Regions from separate parts of the Zea mays genome. Here regions 1 and 2 are each linked to region 3. Evidence: chromatin contacts called from public Hi-C data. All regions are on one chromosome and are shown on one strand. Each heading gives the region's core, a stretch centred on a gene start, on an enhancer-like site or on the middle of the called end of the contact. The rest is flanking DNA. Distances are from core to core; before and after follow the strand shown. Region 1 holds the start of LOC100383356 (putative transcriptional regulator SLK2). Region 2 holds the start of LOC100282218 (60S ribosomal protein L15). Region 3 holds the start of LOC100191952.

Region 1 (4,287 bases), core at 804-3,303, 140 kb before region 3:
GTCATACAGGCTAACCCGAAGAAGGAGCGTACAACTGCCATGCGGTTACGCGCCCCTTCATCTTCGGGGCAACCAGCGGTCAGGAGGGCGAACCGCCGTGCAAGGGGCATGCAACTGCCCCACGGTTAGGCGCCCTTTCATCTTCGCCGTAACCAGCGGTCAAAGAGGCGAACCGCCGCACAAGAAGCGTACAACCGTCCCACGGCTATGCGCCCCCTCAACTCCGCTGCAACGGACAGTCCAGCTCGGGGGCCAAGGCCCACATGTCATGTAACCGGCGCACCGGTTACCGTGTGCGAAGAAACTGCACCACCGCTTGCGCTAATGCCACGTCTCCTCTGGGCTGTCACGGGAGTCTGAAAAGGTAAATTTTTCAGAACCAGTGCAGCGACTCGAGGCAGCCCCGCGCATGGCCCAACAGTGCCATTAAGTACGATGGTCATGGGCCAGTCAGTCGTGGGAATATGCGCGTTAGTCGGCATGGCCATAGGCGGGCCGACAGTAATTGCAGCAACAGGCGGGCAGGAGCAGCGGTCCAACCGCAAATCAGACTCTGGCCCCACCTATAGGCTCGCATCCTCCCCTAAGGTGGACCCGGGGGCCACTGTCGGTACCCTAAATTAGAGGTACCCTCTTCTACAACATGAAGACGTCGCTCCCATACGACGTCCTCTAGCCACGCGGGGAACGGCGCCTGACCCCACCGCATGGGCAGACCAAAGGGTGCCACGTGGCAAGGAGAGACAACACATCTCAGTAAGTCCGGACCCCCACAGAGGGACACCGGACCGCTATACGTATAAGTACGGAGCCCCCGGGAGGTCCAAACCTCAGCAGGGTCCCGGAACGAGAAGAACCCTGGTATGAGCAGGGGTCCGGTGCTGACACGTGTCTGGGCCTTGCCCTTCACATCCTGCTCAGGCGGAGACCCGCTGCTTGTGGCCCATGACAAAAGTTATCGGGCCGAACCTGACGTGAGGGCGTCCCGTCCCATCCGCTGGCAGGCGGTGTCAAGGTCATCCAGCAAGCGGCGCGCCTGCTGGGTCTGCTGGCGAACAGTACGACCGTGCCAGGCAGCACGCTGTACCCATCATCCCTTCTACAAGAAGCTTCCCCTGTACGCCAAGGATACACAGATCTCGGGCGTCAGGGCGCAAGAGGATTGCCCCGACAACAGACATTAGTAGGCTCCAAGCGCTATATTCTTTATGCCCCTGGGCCCACATGTCGGATCCCAGTACCTTTGTGCATGCCCCCTTCAGCTATAATAGGGGAGGCATGCGACGTTACCCACACACGCAATCTTAGATCACACCATAGACTCGCAAGCTCATACAAGCTCACGGGCAATACATCTCATAGTGGAGTAGGGTATTACGCTCCGGCGGCCCGAACCACTCTAAATCCTTGTGTGTTCTTGCGTTCTTCCTGTTCATACCAACGTCCAAGCAAAACGTCTAAGCCCCACCTCATCTCAGGATTTAGGGCGGGTGCACTCCGCCACCCGGCCGGAGATCTACTCTCCGACAAATACCAACAATGAAACTACGGAGGCACATCAATAGACGATTATCCTGTGTTATTCTTATTTTGCTCATCCTTTATGGAAAATTCATGAATTAGTTTTGATACATTTTGATACTGCAACTATATCATATCATACATTTTTCTGAAATTGTTTGCTGTCATAGTCACATTCATTAAGATAAGCTGTGCTGCAACAATTCATTATCCAAGTGGAGGCATAGCAACAATTGTTTGCTGCCATAGTTTCCTGCTTATTACAGCAGCCAGCAGGCGTGCAGACAACGAAGTGATGACGGCGGGCAACCAGTACAGGCGTACAGGGAGCCTGGGTTTTTTTTTTGTTAAAGATTCGGGAGCTTCAGAGGAGGTGGAGGGTGTTTTCTGATAAAATGCCGAGGTGGGAGAGGCAGCCGTTTGATCGAAGATTAAAGGTTGAGATGTTATATGTGCACCATGGCTTCATGTGCACATGATACTTCGCCTTAAAAAAACGGCACCTGCGTCTCTTTCGCAACCATATCGCTCTCCGACGACTGCTGTATCGCCCCCCTGTCTCTCTGCAACGACTGTTGGGCCGCCGCCGCCCTACGCCAGTCGCCAGGTGTCGACACCTTCGTCGGTATCTTTACCGGCGACGAGCACGCACCAGGTATTCCCATCCCTTCCTCCTGTCCGAAGCTGAACACCCAAACCCTAATCTAAAGCTTTTTGACTATTCGATGCCTCCTAATTTCGAAACTTTTGCAAAAATTATTGGTATGCATGTGTACACTCATGCCCCTTTGCTGGCTCCACCCCTGCTTGATACATGGGCTGATTGCTCCAAGAAAGAAAATTGATGATAAACTTTCGTTGTAACTGGCATTTGTCTTAGATGACTTCATGAATTTATTCTCACAGCAGGTTCTAGTCATAAATATTGGAAGATCTTTATTGGTAATTCCAGCTATGTGCCCTGCCTTTATTGGAGATTCTTCAGGGTGATGATAGATGCCAATTCATCATTCTCTGGAGGTGCTCAGTTGCAGCCAAGTACAAGCATGAATACTTATTCCTTCATGCCTGCTCCATCGTCCCCAATATCATTTTCATCAAATAACATCTCTGGCTCTTCAGTCATTGATGGCTCCATTGTGCAGCAAAGTCCACCCCAAGACCAGGCGCAAAAGCAGAGGTCTTCAAGTCTAACATCACATCCTATTATTGAGGCTGGTGGTGCATTGCATGCTCCAAAGAAATTAAGAATTGATGTTAGGCAAGATGAACTGCAGCAACAGCTGATTCAGCGTCTGCTCCATGGTCAGGGTTCTCTTCATCTCCAGGGGCAACAGAACCCACAGCTTCAAGCTTTGATCCAGCAGCATAATCTGGCACATATGCAGCAGAGGCAGCAGCAGCTGCTGCAATCATTTGCTCAGACACAACCATCTCAAATTGGCATTCCTCATCAGCCTCAGCTTCCGCCATCACTAGCACAGCCTGGAATAGCTGTACCTGTTAGGACTCCTGTCAACAATGGCCTTTGTTCCCGCAGGCTAATGCAGTATTTATATCACAAGCGTCGTCGTCCGGAGGTGCGTTTGTGTTTCTGCGTTTTATACATTGATCATAAGATTACGAGATGCAAGCCCTGTGCAGTACAATTTATTGGTACACTGCATTGTAGAATAATCCCATAACATATTGGAGGAAGCTTGTTGAGGAATATTTTGCACCAACAGCAAGAGAAAGATGGTGTGTGTCATCTTACGAAAAGAGAGCGAATGCTTCAGTTTCTACTGCACAAACGGCTCAGGTTAGTTAACAGTGTATGCTTCACAGTGGCAAATTTGCATGCAATTGCATTGTTCTTGACTTCTTAGTTTTGTGTTCCATGTCCAGCACCACTTTTGCTGTCTGGCATCACTTCCTTCTTGATTCCAAAATAAGATTGATTGTCATTTTCTTAAACTTCTGCTTGATCATTGAATATCAGATCTAATTTAGTAGCTTTTAGTGGCTTCAGAATAGAGTTTGTAGGTATAGCTTTCTGTAGTAAAGATTTTCTTATTACAGTAGCTAAATAGAAAAGACAGTTCTTTTCGCTGTTGCAGATTTACAGTTAATGTGAAGGGGAATATTTCTTGTTTCTCCTTAAAATTTGCAAAAGGTGATGGATATATGTACCCCCTTCATACAATCCTGTTTTATCCACTGCAGGACGTGTGGCGATGTGACATATGCAAAACACATGGTGCAAAAGGATATGGTTAGCTAATTTTGTCAACTCTGCCAAACTATATTCATGATATATTTTGGTATTAAAAAATTTAGTTTTTGTAAGTTTTCTTTGAAACTTGTTGATCTCGTGTTAGTTGTTAGCAGCAAACTCTACTTTCCTATGTATATATCTTGTGGTTTTTTTTCTTTCTCGAACACGCAGGAGAACTGCGCATCATTATATTGAAAGAGAGAAAGGTCCGAAATGGACCAAAGTACAAAGCCATAACAGGCAAAAATAAATAGAAAATAAAACAGTGCAGCCTCATGCACTAGGAAAAGCCCTAGCCCCCCTAGCAAATGCAGCCAGAAGCCCAAGACTCTCGAGCTGCTTCGCACCAGCCATACACCAACACTCCACCTCATCCAAGAAAAGCCTCTGAATGGTGCTTAATGACGGGTTGACACCATCAAATACCGCCTTATTGCGATGCAGCCATAAACACCAGGCCCCCAGGATAATGAGACTATGGAAACCTTTTCTGATATGTTTGGGGACCC
Region 2 (3,810 bases), core at 1,073-3,572, 190 kb after region 3:
ACAACGAAGGCACAACACCCATCTAAGCAGCAACCTCAGGGCAGCAACGACGCCAGCTTCAACATGTCAACATAGTTATCATCCTCACCGCACTATTCTGGATGCACCATCATCACGGGATGCAATACAGCAAGGCAAAACCAATCATTTAGTCCACAGCAGCAGGCAGCATTTGATCACTAACCATTCGTTGTCTGATAATACAGCGGAATTGCAAATAGTTCATGACATATGCTCCATAATTGACTTCTAACATTAAAAGTGCCAAGAACACAAATAGCAAAACTTTGAAAATGCAACCAGAGACAGGCACCCTTGTTGTCTTGATTGGGAATGGTCGGACAGTGGCAGTATCCAAGCACCCGACGAGCTGCTCAGCGGTAGCGACGGAGGGAGAGGGTCTGGTTGCGCTTCCAGGTGGCTCTCCTTGAGGGCCTGTTCTTGTGGTGAGTGTGGCCCTTGCCCCGCAGGCCACGGTACTTCTTGCCTGCTGAGGTGAGGCCACGGAGCTCGCGGTGCTTGTGCACAGGGTTGCATAGCCAGTTGATCCTCGGGTCGGTTTTGATGGCTTTGTGGGCAACGTCCACAAGGATGATCTCGAAGTACTTGTAGGTACTATCCTGTGATAGGAGATATGGGCATGTCAGGCAATTAGAAAAAAAATTTGACAGATATAAACAAGCTAGTATGTTTAAAGAGGAGTGTTCATGTTACAATCCGATGTACCTCATTCACCCAGTAGGAGTTAAGAACCCTCAGTCCACCAAGCTTACGTCCAGCTCTCTCCTCAGCGACAGACCTCTTGTTCCTCTGGAACTTGAGCTGGGTGATACCCTGGTGCTTGGGCTTGCCATAGACAATACCCTTGGGCACAGGCCTCTTCCTGCCACCACGCTTCACACGGACACGGTAGACAACATATCCCTGAAGATGAATTACCACAACACAACGTCAGACAAAATCAGGACATATATACTCAAACTGCAATTGTAAGATGAAGCAAACAAGGCAACATAGCATACTAACAGTCTTCTCAAAAATCATACACAGATACACCAAAAAATTATTACTCCCTTCGTTCCAAATTATAAAACATTTTTGGCCTTTTAGATTGGTAACTTTTGCTGCATATCTGGATATATTATGTCTAGATTCGACGTAAAAGTTATGAATCTAGAGATGCCAAAACATCTTAATAGTTTGCCACAGTGGGAGTAAGGGCCTGTTTGGTTCGCTGCCTAACTTGCCACATTTTGCCAAACTTTTCTGCCTAAGGTTAGTTCTCCAATTCGAACGACTAACCTTAGGCAAAGTGTGACGCAGTTAGTCACGAACCAAACAGACCCGTAACAAGACCCTGGTGTGAAAAAAAAAGGCTAGGCTAACATGAATTAAGCCACTTAATCACAATATGGTTGGCTGATTTTTACATGGTGATACAATGTAACACCGTTTATTTATTTATTTACATTATGCTCATGTCCTCAGCTAGTGGCCAATGAAGACTTATTTTGTGTACTACAGATATCAAAATTACTGATGACTACAAAATAACCCACACCAAACGATATTAAGTTTATGGTCCAGATGTGATGAACCATCATATGCAGCAATCGTAAGAACTCACTTTTGAGTTGTGTTCAAATAATTCCAACACAACAAGTAGCTACAATATCTTATATCTAAATTCAAGCATTAAATATCCAATCCAAAAATCTTAACCATGCCCAAACATAGGCTCAGCTGCATGCTTGTATTGTAGTAGTGGACGGCGTACGTCGGAGTGATAACCAAAAGCAGTTCTACATTTCGCAAACAAAAAACTGACGACGATCTATCGTATATCTATTACAGTAGAAATGGTCGCCCACAGCCGTAAAAATCTTATAAACACAAACCAGCAAACGGTGATATGATTGCGCAGATCAAATCCTAAATGGCTGCAAGCCCTCCACCAACCTATTTCTACATCACTATCTCGCGGCAGGCAAGAGAACAGAGCGGCAGGCGAGAAGACCTACCTGCTTGGCCTTGTAGCCGAGACGACGGGCCTTGTCGGGGCGGGTGGGCCTGGTGAGGCGGACGATGGACGGCTGCTGCCTGTACTCCCAGCAGCGCACGCGCTGCACGAAGCGCATCACGTCCGACTGCTTCCTCCTCCATAGTTCCGACACGTACTTGTACGCCCCTGCGCGACGAACAGACTATCAGAGAGAGACGACGCGCAAAGGTTCGCCTGCACGGAGAGACCACAGAACATTTGCTCACCCATGGCGGCTGCGGCAGCAAGCGGCGGTGGCAGCGGCGGCGGCGAGTGGGGTGGAGTGCGCGGAGAAGGACAGGTTTTCGGTTGGAGGGGCACTTATATCCGAACGATGGGAGTCTCGTGGCCGTCGGATGGGCTAGGGTTTGGAGCAGGCGAGGTGGATGTTGCAAAAGTGGGCCGAGCGAGCTGGGCTTCCTCGCATAAGCAGATGGGCTTCAGATAAAAACAGGCTTGATCATTTTCCATTTTCAGATGAAGATTCGGATATGCATGAAAACATGGATGTAAACATTGGAAGGTAGCTAGGACTAGGAAAACGACTCTAGTTTGGAATTCAAAACGACACTGCAATCCATATATTTGGAGCTGCAGAAACATTTCACACTAGACATTAATCCACAAATAAACATGTTTAACCTTAAAAGCGAGCGCAGAAATGTATGACTCACTTCGGCTTGAATTCTGATTCGACTCGGTGATAACACAATTTCTTAGACTCAAGCCTAGGTTTCTCCTCACGTTTGTTCTTGCTGTCACTAGGTATGTCAGTATATGCCACGGCACACAAAATATTCAGCAAAATATTAGTGCACAACAATTACATACAAACGAATAACACTTATATCATCACCAACTTTAATGTCTCAAAAATTGTTTGCTAACATCAAAAATTGTTTGCTAACAAATACAATGTTACACTTATACAATTAGTGGCAGCGGCATGAACACATCCGAGAGTAGCCATGAAGTGAAACTATTTTGTTACTTCTCTCACAAAGACATAAATATCTGAAGTTGTGTAATATGACATAATAATTAACATGACCCATGAAAAAATATGAACCGGAATATGGTCTCACGCAAGCCAAGCACGATCTCTCTCTCTCCTTCAACACGAGCAGAGTTCATCCCATCCACACCCAGTCGAGCCTGATGACATCGTCCAACTCCATCAGCGCTATGGTGCCATCCTGCGCAGCAGGCATGAATACGAAGAAGAGTGAGATCGACCTAGATGCCTCTTGTGATGCAAAGAACTCCGAACCACCTACAATATAGCGTGTGAAAAAATATAGAATAAGATGAAACCAAAAGAAGGGTAAATGCATGTAGTTCTTTGTGTGAATGCACACCTCGTTTATAGAGTTCGGTGTATCCACAATCTGTGCAAAGGTTGGTCTTAGAGTAGGATCTTTCTGCCATCATCTCTGTAGTAGTTCAGCGAGCATAGGATGTGTATTAGCGGCAATAGTAAGTCTGAGATCCTACATGCAGAGGTATCGTATCTACCAAACTAGGATTCGAAACAGGAACTCCACAACACTTTCAGAAGAATATTTTACTTCCCCACCAAACACTGAAAAAATACAAATGAGTTACAACTCAACATTCACCTTCTATTTGGAACATTTTCCTTTCAGCAAATAAAAGTGGTATGATAACAGCAAGATGTGCTACTATTCTTTTTTTGACAAACCACAATAGCTTGTGTGTTAAACTACGATACCTTTTGAACACCGGCAACTGCTGCTTGAAGAGGTGTC
Region 3 (3,702 bases), core at 869-3,368:
TTGTCCCAAGCCATTTTTGGTCAACCCCAACCTCTTTTTACATTACCGATACATTCTAAAACCTGTATATGCACCAGCGCCATAGGAAGTCTCCTTTGCTACACTCTGTTGTTGCTTGTTGGACACACCTCCTTTTTATCGACCAACAGTCCACACCATATAACATCACCGACAACAGTCCTATAGAACTTACGTGTTTTTGACACTGCCTTGTCATAGAGGACGCCAAAAGCATGAAGCCATTTCAACCAAACGACTAAAATTCTACACCTAACATCTTCATCAATGTCGCCATCCTTTTGTAGCATCAATCCTAAATATCGAAAAGACTCCTAGCCACCAGTTGCCCATTCAGGGTAACATCCCCATCCTCATGTCTAGTCACCAAGGTTATTAAGGCGTCGCTAAAGCGACGAAAGCGGTAAGGCGCGGGGAAAAGGAGGCGGTGCTGCAGCCCTACAGTGATAACTACACCCTCGATGCAGTTATTTTGGAATGAAGAGAGAATTTGCCACCCCAAAAATAATCAGGTCCTTTACCAAGCATCAGTGAAGCTCATGAGTAAGATCTAAAGAATAAATATGCCAACAAACATTTAAACTAAACTAGAAGTCAGCATAGGGCACAACAATAACTCTATATTGAATGGACAGAACAGAAACAATTTAGTAAACTTTAAGAGCAGAAAAGCCTACCATGAGATGAGGATACTGCCTCGTGTTTTGATTCCTCGACTGCCCCTTGGTTTTAGGGTTGGAAGTCGAATTGTGGTTGCCGGTGAACTTTTGCTGCTTGTCAGAGAACATCTCACTACTATAATATGGATAGTGTGACCAACTAGTCTGGTTCTGATAGCTGCCAGAACGCACACTAGACCGGCCATATGAACCATTGGAACCTGGCATGTTCCGGTCTGTCTTCAGCACCGAATTTGAATTTTTCAAACCTTTCACCTCATCCACACCAATAGTAGATACATCCGTTTGCGGCGCTGGAGTCAATTTCTCACTTATACCATTGGATGACAGCTTGGCAGTAGAGTTCTGTTGCTTGGTGTATGTCGACGGGTACTGGTAATTCTGAGACCCATAAATCTGACCATCATGCCCCATGGTTGCAACACCATATGGAGCATAGCCATAGTACATGTCAGCATAGGTACCCTGAACAATACATGAATAAAGAATTTATTTTCAACCAATCAAAATACGCTCAAAGCACATGGAAATCAAGAAGTAACATTTAGTATGGGTGAAGATGAGAATAATTATTATTCGAATGAATACAATCTCCAGGTTGCAATAAACGAAAATAAAGATACTATTATCTGAACACATATCAAACAAAGAAAGGAGAATCACTGACAGCAGTTGGTGTCTGTGCTCCATCATGGCTCAGGTATGGGTACTCCCCCCAGCCACCATAGGCTGCAGATTATAAAAAAAGAACGTTGAACGAACTGTCCATAGAAATTCAAGCACCAAACACTCAAGAAACGAACCAAACAGATCATTACCTCCATAGGCATAAGCCGGGTAAGCACCATAATACATGTTACCGTCCTTGTAGTCCTGCACCTGCAGGTTCTCCGCCCCCGGCTGCAAGCTCCCTACGGCGGCGGCGGCCACGCCCTTGGCCGGAGGCGCGTCCTTGTAATCCTGCACATGCAGACTCTCCATCGCCGGCTGGAGGCTCTCTACCGCGGCCTTGGCCGGAGGCGCGTCCTTGTAGTCCTGCACATGAAGAGTCTCCATCCCCGGCTTCAAGCTGCCTACAGCCGCCATCACGCCCTTGGCCGGAGCCTGAAACGGTCGAAACAGCATACATGGCGTCAGATCGTCCAGCCCAGGTTGCGGATCTAGTAAAGTCCATATCTCCTCGCGAAGAAGCTAGGGGTTTAGTAGACATAAGACAGCCAAATAGCTTGAGGTTAGAGTGTGGGAACTCGGTTTCGCAACGCAGACAGGGGAGAGGAGGGCGTGGGAGGGAATACTTGGTGGGCGCTCTTCGCCGGCGAAGAGATGGGCACCTAGCGTAGGGCGGCGGCGGTAGCCTACCCAGTCGTCGCTGACAGGGGAGGGAATGAAGGATAGTGAAGCGCGGACGGACGGCGGCTGGGCAGCAGAAAGGGAGGAGGGTTTAGGGTTACTTTGCAGTATATATTTCCGCCTCGTTGGTTGTGGTTGGGCCTTTAACGGGCCTTCTTTGAGACGCGCCGGCCCGGTCTGTAGCCCTGTCCCTGTACGCATGTGACGGGTTAACGGGCCTAATAGGAGAGTTTTTCCACGTTTTTTTAGTTTCTTTTTTTTTTCTCTCACCTTTTACTCACTGCCCTAATTTGGTACTTATTCTCCATGGACACCATCTTTGGAAGCATTGGTTTCAAATAAGTGAAACAACAGTATTTTTAGCGCATTGCGAATAAATATATGGAACATTTTTCTATATATTTCATTAAGCACGGAAAATTCTCGCAATTTGAAACTTTTGTAAAAATACTCAATCATAGAACATCTTCGTGTTTGGGAGGGGGTTACTTGTAGTTGTAGGTGCTGCCGGAATGTGGCCTTAAGTTATCTAAGCTTACTCGCCTAACCTCCTATGACACCTCTATCTTGTATTGCATCTCTTATTTCAAATTTTAATCTATAGACAATGCAAATTGCAGTATACAATATTGTTTTGTACGAGCATATAAGTGATATGCTAGTCATAACCTTAAGTTGATGGAGTTGCGGATGCTAGAGACAGTCTACAGAGGCGGTGAGTAAGCTGTCAGGAACGATCGCCAGGCCTAGATATGCGACTGTTTAGAGCCTCAAAAACTACTATCGCCAAATCTCTATTTAACACTAATTAACAAAGTTTTTATTTAAGTGAAAAAGAAAAATACTAGACAAGCTAAGGAATTGTTTATCTTGCTTATGCTTAGACGCTAAGATCACTAAGATAAGTATAAATTGATGCAATAAACATACATTGAAACTTTATTATTGCGTGGAAGTGTGATTTGCTTATATCTCTACTATTTGTTAAGCCAATAGTGTAGACCATAACACCGAACTAGATCAAAATAACAAAATTTATGTATAGCTAGGATTACAAATAAATTACGAAACTTTTTTCTCATATCATAACAGTATAATAGACATTTGTATATAAGTTACACATTTGTACATAAGTTATTAGGGAATTATATATTCCTGTTGCAAGGTACAAGCACTCATCTAATTGTGTTATAAATTCTAGATCTTTGTTACACATTGTTTACATGGCCTCTAATTGCTACGCACGGCACTGACGGCGGCAGGAGGGCAATAGGCAGGAGAGCATCCCGAAAGTGAAGAAAAAGAAGCAGCATAGTACTGATACGTACACTGTTGGATTAATTAGGATATAATGGTTACTGTTCATGGACTGAAAATAACATTTCCTCATAAAGAATTCAAACACCAACAATAAAATTTAATTTGCTTTCCTTGTTGTCTCATGCTCGATGGCTATTTAATAAACGGTAAAATATGTCGATGTCGAGTATACATGTCAAATAGGTCGACACGACAGTGGGCTCGTGTCCCGGCACAAGGACGGTCTGGCCCGGCCCGACTAGAAGCGTGCCTGGGTCGGCCTGGCCCGATAGCCGGGCTGGGCTTGGGCCGGCCGTCTGGCCCGCAGTGCAGGCATGGGCGCGACACGATTAAA

What was found. Hi-C and Micro-C count contacts between places; a contact is called where the count stands out from the background.
Region 1: a Hi-C map of leaf shows a contact between it and region 3, with 5 times the contacts expected there. The contact joins the promoter of LOC100383356 here to the promoter of LOC100191952 in region 3. A contact is called at or near these places in 2 of 25 Hi-C or Micro-C datasets (both in leaf).
Region 2: a contact with region 3 is called in a Hi-C map of ear, with 2.3 times the contacts expected there. The contact joins the promoter of LOC100282218 here to the promoter of LOC100191952 in region 3. A contact is called at or near these places in 2 of 25 Hi-C or Micro-C datasets (ear and leaf).

The regions. Positions count from the first base shown.
Region 1 is chr7:8,352,213-8,356,499 of Zm-B73-REFERENCE-NAM-5.0, forward strand. It overlaps LOC100383356 (putative transcriptional regulator SLK2), which reads left to right and starts at 2,054. Exons shown (of 11, transcript NM_001176012.1): 1 at 2,054-2,176; 2 at 2,431-2,701; 3 at 2,832-3,101; 4 at 3,194-3,322; 5 at 3,727-3,775. The coding sequence starts at 2,904.
Region 2 is chr7:8,680,110-8,683,919 of Zm-B73-REFERENCE-NAM-5.0, forward strand. It overlaps LOC100282218 (60S ribosomal protein L15), which reads right to left and starts at 2,323. Exons shown (of 4, transcript NM_001155130.2): 1 at 2,269-2,323; 2 at 2,022-2,188; 3 at 727-924; 4 at 148-620. The coding sequence starts at 2,272. The coding sequence ends at 375.
Region 3 is chr7:8,487,910-8,491,611 of Zm-B73-REFERENCE-NAM-5.0, forward strand. It overlaps LOC100191952, which reads right to left and starts at 2,119. Exons shown (of 8, transcript NM_001137376.1): 1 at 1,994-2,119; 2 at 1,517-1,802; 3 at 1,366-1,427; 4 at 696-1,163. The coding sequence starts at 1,784.